Regions from separate parts of the Delphinus delphis genome. Here region 1 is linked to region 2. Evidence: chromatin contacts called from public Hi-C data. All regions are on one chromosome and are shown on one strand. The core of a region is the stretch at or near the end of the contact, and the rest is flanking DNA. Distances in the headings are between cores, read along the strand shown. Region 1 holds the start of NEMP1 (nuclear envelope integral membrane protein 1). Region 2 holds the start of ATP5F1B (ATP synthase F1 subunit beta).

What was found. Hi-C and Micro-C count contacts between places; a contact is called where the count stands out from the background.
Region 1: a Hi-C map of muscle shows a contact between it and region 2, with 4 times the contacts expected there. The contact joins the promoter of NEMP1 here to the promoter of ATP5F1B in region 2. A contact is called at or near these places in 2 of 3 Hi-C or Micro-C datasets (lung and muscle).

The regions. Positions count from the first base shown.
Region 1 is chr11:44,661,127-44,667,591 of mDelDel1.2, forward strand. It overlaps NEMP1 (nuclear envelope integral membrane protein 1), which reads right to left and starts at 1,331. Exons shown (of 9, transcript XM_060026288.1): 1 at 1,193-1,331. The coding sequence starts at 1,319.
Region 2 is chr11:44,361,958-44,367,890 of mDelDel1.2, forward strand. ATP5F1B (ATP synthase F1 subunit beta) reads right to left here and starts at 2,856. Exons shown (of 10, transcript XM_060025023.2): 1 at 2,697-2,856; 2 at 2,051-2,233; 3 at 1,634-1,808; 4 at 968-1,089; 5 at 536-720; 6 at 1-20. The coding sequence starts at 2,823. LOC132434627 (small nucleolar RNA SNORD59) reads right to left here and starts at 1,980; the gene lies at 1,906-1,980. It overlaps LOC132434628 (small nucleolar RNA SNORD59), which reads right to left and starts at 882; the gene lies at 812-882.

The DNA.
Region 1 (6,465 bases), core at 81-2,580, 300 kb after region 2:
CCCATTCCTCTCCTTATTAAAGAAACTTTGAGCCTGCTGATAGAGCACGGACTACGTGGGAGCATTTTGATATAAATATTCTCTTTCATTTCCACAATACACAGCCTCTAAGGTTAAACATCTGGTCAAAGTTCATTCAGATCATATGTAGCCCTTCAAATGTTACTCTGGGCCCTGCCCCTGGAAAAGTACCTTCTTGGTTACCTATTCCCCTCTCCCTATAAAAACCGTTTCAGAAGGACGCTGCAGTTTGAAACTAGTTCTATGGATCCTGAGATAACCTTAAAGCTGCAGCTAAGGATAATCATAAGTGACAGCAAGAGATAGGCAGCAAACGACGGAAAGGTGAGAGAGCATATGTGTTTACAAGATACGATTCTCCTTAGCCCCATGAGTCTCTACTCCCTCCAGTGGAAGCTTGGAAACATCGCTTATCTTTCTGTTGTGCACTTAACAAGGGTAGAAGGAGGTTTTTTTTTACAAACACAGTCTAGGTTTTCTGAATTAGAGCGTTAAAGGAAAACAATTTCATCCCAGTCCAGAGCCAATTATGCAGTAGCAGGCATCAAGAAAGTCTGCTTGAGGAATGAATAAATTTCCAAAAGAAAACTACTCGATACTGACTAGCGTTTTTGGAAACGGGAATTTAACGGCTCCAGGTCGGTTCTATAGGGCCGGTTGGAGCCAGGATCTTACAAAGGCGTAAGATACTGAAAGAGCTCACTGCATTTCAGTGAACTATAATTATCTGTTCAGCCACCCATGCCGAGTCCTGACAGCATACGCTCAGGTGTTGCTAATTTTCTGAATGAACGGTATGCTCCCTTCCCAGTGGCAGCTCTGCCTGTCCATTCGGTCCTCGGGTCACCTTCCTTTGAACAACAACAAAAAAAAAAAATCGAGGAGGCCCATGCAGCAGGATGCAGCCCCCAGGACCGCTTCTCACCCAATGCAGGCCTCCCCGTCTCCGCCAAAAAGGCTTCAAGCTCCTCCCCACTCTGGGTAGCTCCCGCAGGCCACCCCAGGGCCCTGGTCCCTCAGTGCCGGCGCCCGTTCGCCAAGGATGAAGCTTCTTCCTTCGCACCACGCCCGCGCCCGTCAGAATAACGGCCCACGCCCTGGGGACGCTCCCCACTTTTCTAAATATAACCCCTCGGTACCCGCTCCCTCGGCTGCTGCTGCCGGGCGGTACCTGAGCCGCAGACCAAGCAGCCGGAGAGGACCAGGAGCAGTCGCACTGCACCACCGCCCCCGGCCCCCCAGCTCCAGGGCCCGGCACCAACTGCAGATAAGACCGCCACTTTCATTCCTCCCGCCATGGTCTCCTCACGCCACCTCCTCCTCACGTGCCCCTCCCCAGCAACTAACCCGGAACTGGCAGGGCCAGCAGCCTATCCGCTACAAGACCCGCCCCCTACCAACCAATCGGACGGGCGAGGCTTCGAGTCTTCAGTCCTTTATGGACCCTATAGTCCCGCCTCTTAGCAACTGATGCGCGAGGGCGGAAAGAAGCAGCTTTCAGCCTATTAGAAAACTGATTCTCATATTAGCAATGGCGACAGGAAGATCCCACCCCTTAACAACATGCTTCCGTCTCCAGTTTATTTACAACTGGCGCGATTGATGGTAAGCTTAACCAATAGAAAATCAAATTTTTTCGGTGCGCGGGCCTCTCACTGTTGTGGCCTCTCCCATTGCGGAGCACAGGCTCCGGACGCGCAGGCTTAGTGGCCCTGCCTCACGAGCCCAGCCGCTCCGCAGCACGTCATCTTCTTGGATCGGGGCACGAATCCCTATCCCCTGCATCGGCAGACGGACTCTCAACCACTGCGCCACCAGGGAAGCCCCGGAGTTAACTCTTTTTTACCAAACTTGATATTTCCATCGAAATTGGCTCAGGTTCCCTCTGTTTCCTTTCTTTTCACCACGATCTTGTCACTGTGGGAAACTTAAGACATTGTGTCCTCCAAAATCCTAAATGATTTAGAAGGGAAGTGACAGAAAGTTGTGTTGACAGTTTTATAAGGAATAAACATTAACGTTTAAAAATGTGGTCATACGGGGCTTCCCTGGTGGCGCAGTGGTTGAGAATCTGCCCGCCAATGCAGGGAACACAGGTTTGAGCCCTGCTCTGGGAAGATCCCACATGCCGCGGAGCAACTAGGCCCGTGAGCCACAACTACTGAGCCTGCGCGTCTGGAGCTGTGCCCCGCAACAAGAGCGGCCGCGACAGTGAAAGGCCCTCGTACCGCGATGAAGAGTGGCCCCCGCTTGCCGCAACTAGAGAAAGCCCTTGCACAGAAACGAAGACCCAACACAGCCAAAAATAAATAAACAAATAAATAAATAAAAAGCAGTTTCTTTAAAAAAAAAAAGAGTAGCCCCCGCTTGCCGCAATTAGAGAAAGCCCCCGCAGCAACGAAGACCCAACACAGACAAAATAAATTAATTTTAAAATGTGGTCATAGGGTAGTTTTTGTTGGAAGCAAAATGCATGTGAATATTAAGAGAAACTTTTTTATTCCTCACAACATCCTGTGAGATAAATAGCTTCATTTATGAAGAAGCCAAGGCTAAGACAGGCAAAGGAACCTGCCTAAGATTGCATAATTCGTTGGGCTGGGCTGTGGTTCCAACCCAAGTCTTACCCCAAAGCCTGGGTTCTTTCTGCGCATCAGGCGCTTCCCATTAAATGATTTACACAGTGAGGGCCTAGCAGAATGCCTAGCACATAGCAGGTGTTCAGTAAATGTTAGTCGAAATTGAAGCATCTTATTTTTTAGAGGATCTGATAGTGGTGGTTAGGAATACTAGAGATAATGGAGGCTAGTGAGTTAAGGGGGAAGTCATGGAAGGAGGTAACTGCTGGGAAGGTTCAAGCTTTCAAAACAAAGGATTTTTTTAAGAGTCAAAATGGGGCTGAGCCATAGGCAAGAGAAGAAATTTCATCCTCAGAAAAGTCAAGGCCACCCCTGGCTGCAGTGGTCATCCTATGTCTCTCATATACATACACCACACACTCCCCTAGCTGACCTAAAGAGGTCAGTTATCAACAAAAATTAAGCTCGTTGCTACTATGTACCCTTGATATTGTATGAAGAAAATCGTATTTCTGTGGTTTTCCTCCCCAAAACCCCTAAAACTAATCTAAGTATGAGATAAACATTAAAAAAATTCAAATAAAGAGGCAACCTAGGGAATTCCCTGGCGGTCCAGTGGTTAGGACTTGGCGCTTCCACCTTTGAGGACAGGAGTTCAATCCCTGGGTGGGGAACTAAGATCCCGCAAGCCGTGTGCGGCACGGCCAAAAAAAAGAGAGAGGCAACCTACAAAATACCTGACCAGTACGCCTCGTGGTCATCATAAACAAGGAAAATCTGAGACACTAACAGCCAAGAGGAGCCTAAGGAGACATGGAAACCAAATATAATATGGTATCATGTATGGGATCCTGGAACAGAAAAAAATTAGGTAAAAACTAAGGAAATCTGAGTAAACTATAGACTTTTAGTTAATAATAATGTATCAGGGACTTCCCTAGTGGCACAGTGGTTAAGAATCCGCTTGACAGTGCAGAGGACACAGGTTCGAGCCCTGCTCCAGGAAGATCCTACAGGCCACAGAGCAACTAAGCCCGTGCGCCAAGACTACTGAGCCTGCGCTCTAGAGCCCGTGAGCCACAACTACTGAGCCTGTGTGCCACAGCTACTGAAGCCCGCACGCCTAGAGCCCGTGCTCCACAAGAGAAGCCACCGCAATGAGAAGCCTGCGCACCGCAACAAAGAGTAGCCCCCACTTGCCGCAACTAGAGAAAGCCTGCATGCAGCAACAAAGACCCAATGAAGCCAAAAGTAAATAAATAAAATAAATAATTAAAAAAAAATAATAATGTATCAACACTGGTTCATTAAGGTGGCAAATGCACCATACTAATATATGATAATAATAGGGGAAACTGGATGTGGGGTACATAGGAACTCTCTGTACTATCTTCTCAATTTTTCTGCAAGTCTAAAACTGTTTTAAAAAATAATTTATACACCCACACACCCACCCACAGCCACACCCACACCCATACACACACTTCATTTTCCACCAGGTCCCAAATTCTCAGCATTCAGAGCTTGCTCTTTGGTTTTGAACAAAGTCCAGAGAACAGGGGAACTAATTCCAGAGGATCACTGACCACTGTTTTGTTTTGTTTTGGTTTGGTTTGGTTTTGGTTTTGGCTGTGCTGCGTGGCTTGCGGGATCTTAGTTCCCCCACCGGGACTGAACCCGGGATCTGGCAGTGAAAGCACTGAGTCCTAACCACTGGACTGCCACTGGCTGTTCAAATGTGTAAACAAAGTGTACAGTAAAGAGACTGGTTGTCCATAAACACATCACACCTTATCATCCAAATGAGTTCTGTCACTTCCAGGTAGACACTCAAGAAGCTTTTAGCCTTGTTTTAATAATAAGGACACTGCTCAAAACACTTTGAGAATCATCTTCAGACTCCACAGCACACAATGCAATGATTATTCATTACCTGCAGGCGGATCTGATTTATGCAAATAGCCAAAAGAACTCAGGCCAAGACTGATGAGTAAATGGGGTGGAAAATCTGGATAGTAAATGTGTTTCAGAATTTTGGATTTTAGAAATGTAATATGATACATATACAATATATAAGGCAGCAATCCTAATGGGGTCTGGGACAGCACCTCATAAACAAATTAATATTTCTGCAACAAGAGATATGAAGATCCACATGGGTATAAATGAAAGTGGGATAAATGAAACTATAAATAACCTCATGTAAGTTTAGGTGGTCTGCCACAAAATAAGTTCAGGTCAGATTAGGTTCTGTGGTCAAATGAGAAATTAAAAATTTTGGTTTTCATAACTTTCTCAATTTAGGAAAAAGACTGCAGACAGTAAATATCTGAAGATGCTCCATTCCATTTACTCAATCACCCAAGCTAGAAGCCCAAGAGTCACCCTAAACTCTTCTCTTCCCCCAACCCTTTAGCCAATCATCAAGTCCTATTGATTTTACCTGCTGACTATCCTTTGAATCTGTCCTTTCCTCTCCATCCCACGCCAGTGATTTAGTCTAGCACCTTACCATTGCTCTCTTGGACCACTTTAGTTTCCTTCAAGCTGGCCTCCTTGCTGTTTTTGCAGCCATAAAACCCTTCCTCTACACTACTCCTAAATGCATATCTGACCATGTCACTCCCATGTTACCAAGTCTTTATTTTTCCATGGTATCTCCTGTGATGAAGTCCATTGCCCTTATATGACCTAAAACATAAAAAAATTGTAACTACAACAGTGCTACTCAAAGTTTGTGACCAATCTGCAATGAAACAATTTCAGAAATTAAGTGTAGGCATTTAGAAACTTTGATAGGAATTTGACAGAGAAATTTTATATTTATTGAATTTAATAAAAATGGGATTTTATTTCATTTTTTCTAATAATTCACTTTTAGTGTATTTTATAGAGTAGTGGACTCTACCGTGATTGGAAATTGTTGGGGTTTTTTAAAATAAATTTTTATTTATTTATAATTTTTTTAAATTTTTGGCTGCCTTGGGTCTTTGTCGCTGCGCACGGGCTTTTCTCTAGTTGCTGCGAGCGGGGGCTACTCTTCGTTGTGGTTCCTGGGCTTCTCATGGGTGGCTTCTCTTGTTGAGAGCACGGGCTCTAGGTGAGTGGGCTTCAGTAGTTGTGGCTCGCGGGCTCTAGAGCGCAGGCTCAGTAGTTGTGGCGCACGAGCTTAGTTGCTCCGCAGCATGTGGGATCTTCCCAGACCAGGGATCGAACCCGTGTCCTCTGCACTGGCAGGCGGATTCCTAACCACTGTGCCACCAGGGAAGTCCCTGGAAATTGTTTTAAAAATTGGTCCTTTACTATAGTTTGAGAAGCACTGGTCTCTAATATTCTTAATGAAATGGCCTTGTACACCTCCCTGGGCTCTAGAACCTAGAACAATTTCTAGGTTCTCAAACATATCATTGTTTCATACTTCCACGTAAATTTAAATTCTGCTCTCTCTGATTTGACTGTCCCTTCTTCCTGGAAATCTATTTACACTTCAAATCCTAGGCTGCATCATCACCTCCTTTGGATGCCTGTTTAAACCAGTCCCTCACAACTCCAAGCAGAAGACATCACTTGCCCCCTATACTTCTATCATTGTTTGTACCCCTATTATGGCACTACATTGTAATCGTGTCTACCTCCCCCACTAGTCTATGAGTTCCTTAAAGGCAGAAGTCAGGATTATTTGTCTTTGAGAGGTGAAGCATCCCTGGCAAGATGACAAAACTGAAGTACAGTACTCCTCTGAAGACTACAATTCTAACATGTTAACGAAAGAGAAAAGAAAAGAGGATCATTACTTTATATTCATATTTTTCTGTTACCAGCAAGGATTTCAGTTTTACCTTTAGCACCTGGGTATGAATTAATT
Region 2 (5,933 bases), core at 1,606-4,105:
TGACCGTACACCAGCGCTACCTGCAGTAATCATACAAATTCAGAAATTGTGGCAGAGGAGTGGGAAAGCCATATACCCAAGGTCCCCAAATCAGAGAAACTACCAAAAAACCCTCCTTAGATGTCTATGTTTTTGTTCACAATTTTCCCTTTTAGAGATGTAGTTCAAAACAACATGAAAGGTAATTTCTTATAATTACGGAGGCAATATTCTTACAGTAGAAAGGAAATAAATTGTAAGTAAGTGAAAGGCACAAAATAGGGTAATCTGAGATATAAGAACCACCTTCAACTCCCCCCAAAGTTAGCTTTCAAATGATGGGTCTATGTACCAAAAACAAAGACTAGAAATATCAAAGAAGAAAACAAAATGTACATTAGTGTATTAGAAGCTGGGGGAAAAACACTGACAAATTTCATTTGTAGGTCCTGGGACAATAAAATGAAAATATGGAACATGGCTTCACCTAGCAATGCAGTCAACTGCAGCAGTTTCCTGGCACTACTTTGTGGACATCAATCAGCTCAGTGCTCACCTTGGAGGTGGCATCTTTTAAGTTGATAACACCAGACTCAATCATTTCATGGTATAAGTCATTGCCCTCACGAGTCCTCTCACCAACACCAGCAAACACAGAGTAACCACCATGGGCTTTGGCAACGTTGTTGATTAACTCCATGATCAGTACTGTCTTGCCAACTCCAGCACCACCAAAGAGCCCTAGGAGAGGTTGAGAAAAAAAGAATAAGAGTTTTGTTTCCAAATAAGCAAACTTCAAAAAAAAATTTTGTTTGTTTCTTTCCATCTTTTCCCTTCTCAGAAATGGCATCTGGCATCAGCAAACTCAGAAGAACGAAAGTCAGAAGCTACTCATCAGTGAGGGATAGATCTCAGTACCCACTTTTAACACGGTAGGATTTTTTCCCACACATTAGGTTTGTAAAATATCTACCCACCACTAACATACCAATTTTGCCACCCTTGGCATAGGGAGCCAGCAGATCCACAACCTTGATACCAGTAACCAGAATTTCCTGCTCAACACTCATCTCCATGAATTCAGGAGCCTCAGCATGAATAGCAGCAAATCTGTAAAGGCAGAAGATCAGTGTCTATTCTTCTTATTAAACAGTTCCTCTCAATTCTCAAGCCTAACTCTGTACTCATAATCTCATCTCTTAAGTAACATTCTAGACAAAACTGTCACCCACCATCAAGCCCAAATATTCTGCAATAAAGGGGATTTCATCACCTCAGGAAGCAACAATCCCATTCCCTGACAACCTTAACTGCCATAAGGTTTTCCTTTTACAGAGCCCTAACTTAACAGCACTTCTTCACATACCAACAAGAAATACAAAGGCCACTGGTATTAAAATGAACTGAAATAATCAACTTGGGCCCTAAGTAGCAATTTGATTTTTTCTCTCTTTTTTTTACCATCAGAACTTCTGCATCATTAATTTTCTTCAGAAGAAGCTGCATTGTGTGGTTTTAATAAATGAATATATTGGTACTTTAAGTATTCTCTGCAAGAAAATTCTGCTATAGTAGAGGCTGTCACCTTAATGTATAAAACTGCTAGGAAAAACAGTTCCTTTCTGTGTAGATGCAACAAGAGGGGGATACTCACTGTTTGGTTTTTATGGGACCTCTCTCATCAATAGGTTCTCCAATGACGTTCATGATTCTACCCAAGGTCTCAGGGCCAACAGGAATTTTGATTGGTGCACCAGAATCCAGGACTTTCTGGCCTCTAACCAAGCCTTCTGTACCATCCATGGCAATGGTTCTTACTGTGCTCTCACCTGTCAGATAAAGCATTGCAGGGTTATACAGGACATACTGGCTTCATGATATTTAATGAAGTGTAACTGGCATTGAACACCTAAGTCAACCAAGACTCCTTCTCAGTACGTAAATGTGGCTTCAGCAAACTCAGAAGAACGAAAGTCATTTTGATAAAATCATCATAGAAGGAAAACAGCTTAGTTTTGGGGGATATTTCGGTCAAACAAGATCTTTACTATTCCTAACACATTCTACTTACCCAAATGCTGGGCCACCTCCAAAACCAGCCTGGTCTCCCTGCCTTGCACTTCCAGGGCATTTAGGATGGGTGGCAGTCCCTCATCAAATTGGACGTCCACCACTGCACCAATGACCGCCACGATGCGCCCAGTGGCGGTGCCTGCCTTTGGCGACGGAGATGTTTGAGCGGCATAGTCTCTGGCTAACAGACAAAAAAGATATGGAAGCAGCTGGGGTTAGGACAGTTAAAGGTCATCGGAAACCCCGACATAACTTGCAAGTACTGGTTAATACAGCCCAGGCCCGACCTCCTTCCGCTTGCACGGAAGGCGGGTCCAGAGGGAGGGCCGCACTGGAAGCGGAGAAAGAGCCTGCACCATCTTCCCATCCTCCTGCACAAAACCCCATTATTCGAGGGCTCGGTGCCCCCATTCCACGGGAAGGTCAATGCACCTGCCCACACTTTTCCGTCACACAACGCCCCCTTCCAAAATGAGACGGAATTAGATCGGTCCTGTTCTTGTTTTCCCGCCGTTAGAGGGCAGGGCGCTGGCCCTGGCGTCCTTCTAGCACCACAGATCCCTTAGGCCCAAGCGACTACCGGCCCCAGGCTCAAGGTCATGGGACGGCAGAAACGAACCCAGCCCCTAAAGCACGGCACTTACCAGGATGCAGCGCTGCCGGAGCGGCCCGCAGTAAGAGCTGGACTTGAGGTAGCGGCGCTGAAGGGCTGAGTCCCCGAAAGGCCCCAGAGGCCGTGGAAGCGGCCACACGACCCACGAGTCCCAACATGGCGGAGCCCGGGTGGCGACTGATCCCTGCAGCAGTCTAGCCTCCAACTCCCCACAGTTGGGGGGCGAGGCCCACCCTGCAGTAGGCATGGCCACTGGATGATCTTGCTGCTCATCACTCTCAGCGCTGCTCCTATAGGCTAATAACCTCTCATCTTCTCAACCATTGGCCAAAATTGGTGCTAATCTGAATTGCTTTTTTTTTATTGGACAGTGTCTGGTTAGGTGCAACCCTCAGAGCCTCGAAACATAATTGGACAACAGGGATGTCAATTGGAGAGAGTACTTGGCGGAACTGCGTTTAGGAAAGGGACCGAGTTCCTGTGGGGAAGCCCTTTGGCTGTAACTGGCTGTCCTTGAGCTCTCTCCTTAGATAGGACCTTGAGCTAGGTGACAGTCTCAAGGGCGGGGTTAGGGAAGTGGTGGTGTCGTGAAGCACCACTGACTGACCTTGTCTGTTAGGATCCTTCTCTAGGGGCAAACGGTTTTTCTAATTAGCGAGATTGGAAGCTTTCAGATAGGTCAGGAATCCAGACAGAATTAAAGCTACAAAGAAACTCATGTAACCAGTCGTTTAACAAATGTGTGCTAGGCATTGAGGAGGCAAAGATAAGTAAGACTTAGGACCTCTTTTAATGAAAGACAGATGAGTAAAAAATGCAATCAAGTGTGATGGGTCCTGGTTAGTATAGGGTAAAATGTATGGAGGAAGAAGGAGGGGATAAATTTGGGTCATCTAGAAATGTAGGAGGAATTGTCTCTAGGTGGAGGAGGCTGATAGATTGGTCGCAAAACATCAGTAGAATTCCTAGGGTAAAGTAGGAAGGAAGAATATTCCAAGCACACATTTGCATTAAACAGCATGTTCCTTTTGTGGAACTGTAGGTGAGGAAGGTCAGAGGTGAGAAAGGGAAAAAAGATAGTAAAGAGATGAGTATAGAGAGAAGCCAGAACCAGTTCTCAGGGTCTCAGATGGGAGCGGAGGCTGGGCAGTGGTAGGTGTGTGGTCCTTGAGCATGAAAAATGGTAAAATAAACAGGACATCCTTTTCTATAGTATTGACTTTATTCAAGGTATTTGGGGGCAGGGTGGGGGAGACCCTTAATCTATTAGAACAAACATGGCTAAATGGAGTAGTTCAGCATGAAGCTAGTTCCCCAGACTTTCTCTGGCCAGCACACATTAGTTCTCATTTTTATGCGTGATAGTGAAAGTTTCCTATTTGACAGCAAGAACTATCAGAGAATGTAAAGGAGAAAGCAGGAATAGAAGAGAATGTTAAATTTCAAGTGTCTTTGGTAATCTTGCCTAGTAAGAGGGAAAGAACCCAAGAAAACAGCAACATGTATGGGGCAGGTAGAAAAAAATAAACTATGTAAGGAAGCAGCAGAGGAATAAGGAAAAGACCAAAGAACATAGTATAAGAATCAAAAATAGAGAATGTTAAAGAGAAAGTGGTCAATAGTATAAATCACATAACCATTCTATAAAATAAGGGCTGTAAAGAACTGGGTTTGGCAACTAGGAATTCATTCCACGGTAATGTGGGGTCAAAGGTACTTTCAATGGATGCAGGATATACATTTTTGTTTTGCAATTTGTGCTCTTCCCATTATGCTGGGCAGCATCCCAGTTAATAGGGACCTATATATTTTTCACTTGCCTCCCTCGACTATTAGAGTTGAAGTTTCTATAGATAGGATAAGATACTTAAAAGAGTATTGCTACTGGAGCCATATTGTGTTTTTTTTTAATTTTAAAAAATATTTATTTCGCTGTGCTGGGCCTTAGTTGCAGCACACGGGAGTTTTTTGGTTACAGAATGAGGGATTTACAGCATGTGAACTCTTACTTGTGGCACGTGGGATCTATTTCCCTGACCAGGGATCAAACCCAGGCGCCCTGCATTGGTATCACAGAATCTTAGCCACTGGACCACCAGGGAAGTCCCAGACTGGGTTTAAAATCTTGTTTTTGCCACTTACTAAACTCACTAAGTTTAAAATCTCTGTATATCACTTTCCTCATTATGAGATAATCTCATAAGGGCGTCTCAAAAATTAAGTACATTACAATGTGAAAAGAAGCATTTAGAACAATGTCTGGCGTCTGGCACATAGTTAGCACTGTCTTTGTGTTGGCTAGTATTTTTACTTACTATTGACATAGTGTTAAGATCCTTTGGTTTTGTATCACCAATTTTGGTCGTGGCCAAAATTTTATTAACCGTTAAACATTTAAACTGACAATCGAAGTTTCAAAGTGAAGATTTCGACCTAAATTTCCAGGTTAACTGAGGCTCATCACTTTTTGAAATGTATTTACACATTTGTCTTTTTAGCAGATTATCAGGAAATTTAACTGTTCTTTGGGCAGCTGGGTTATAATTAAATCTTTGTACCAAAATGCAACGCTAAATGCTTTCAATGTTACCGAGGCATATTTCTCCACTATGCTCAACTTTGTAAATTGATTTTTCTAACTTCTTTGCTGTCAGTTTGGCCCCAGCAACCTCAAGTCCTCTTCTGAAATCAGATAACCTGCTAAATTTATAAGTAATACTGTCTAAAATAAAAGTAAATAAACTTGATTAGCTTGGTTTGAGATAGGCCTTAACAACAGTACTTCTGAATAATGTCATCTATTTTAGAGTTCTGACATGTTTTGGTCCTACTGGTTTCTTACCTGAAGTTAATTCCAAATGACTGACCCCACAATTCATGGCTGAAAACCTTATGAATTCTATCTTAAGGTGAAGATGGCATTTTCCAACTTTCTTTTGGCTGCGCCACATGGCTTGCGGGATCGTAGTTCCCCGACCAGGGATTGAACCCTCGGCAGTGAAAGCACAGAGTCCTAACCACTGCACCGCCAGGGAATTCCCTACCAATTTTACTGCCATCCATAATGGTCATGTTCCACATTCTTTCACTACTCTGCGAAATAGTAAAATGTCTTTGTCTCTACCGTATTTCTTGACAATCATCTTGAGTGATTTCAAATTCCAGGAAAATAATCCAATCAATACCCTAGCTTCAGAGTTCTTTAATCTCTTCAATTCCAACTAGCTTAGCACTGACATTTCATGTAAGTATCCTACTCAAGTTCTAC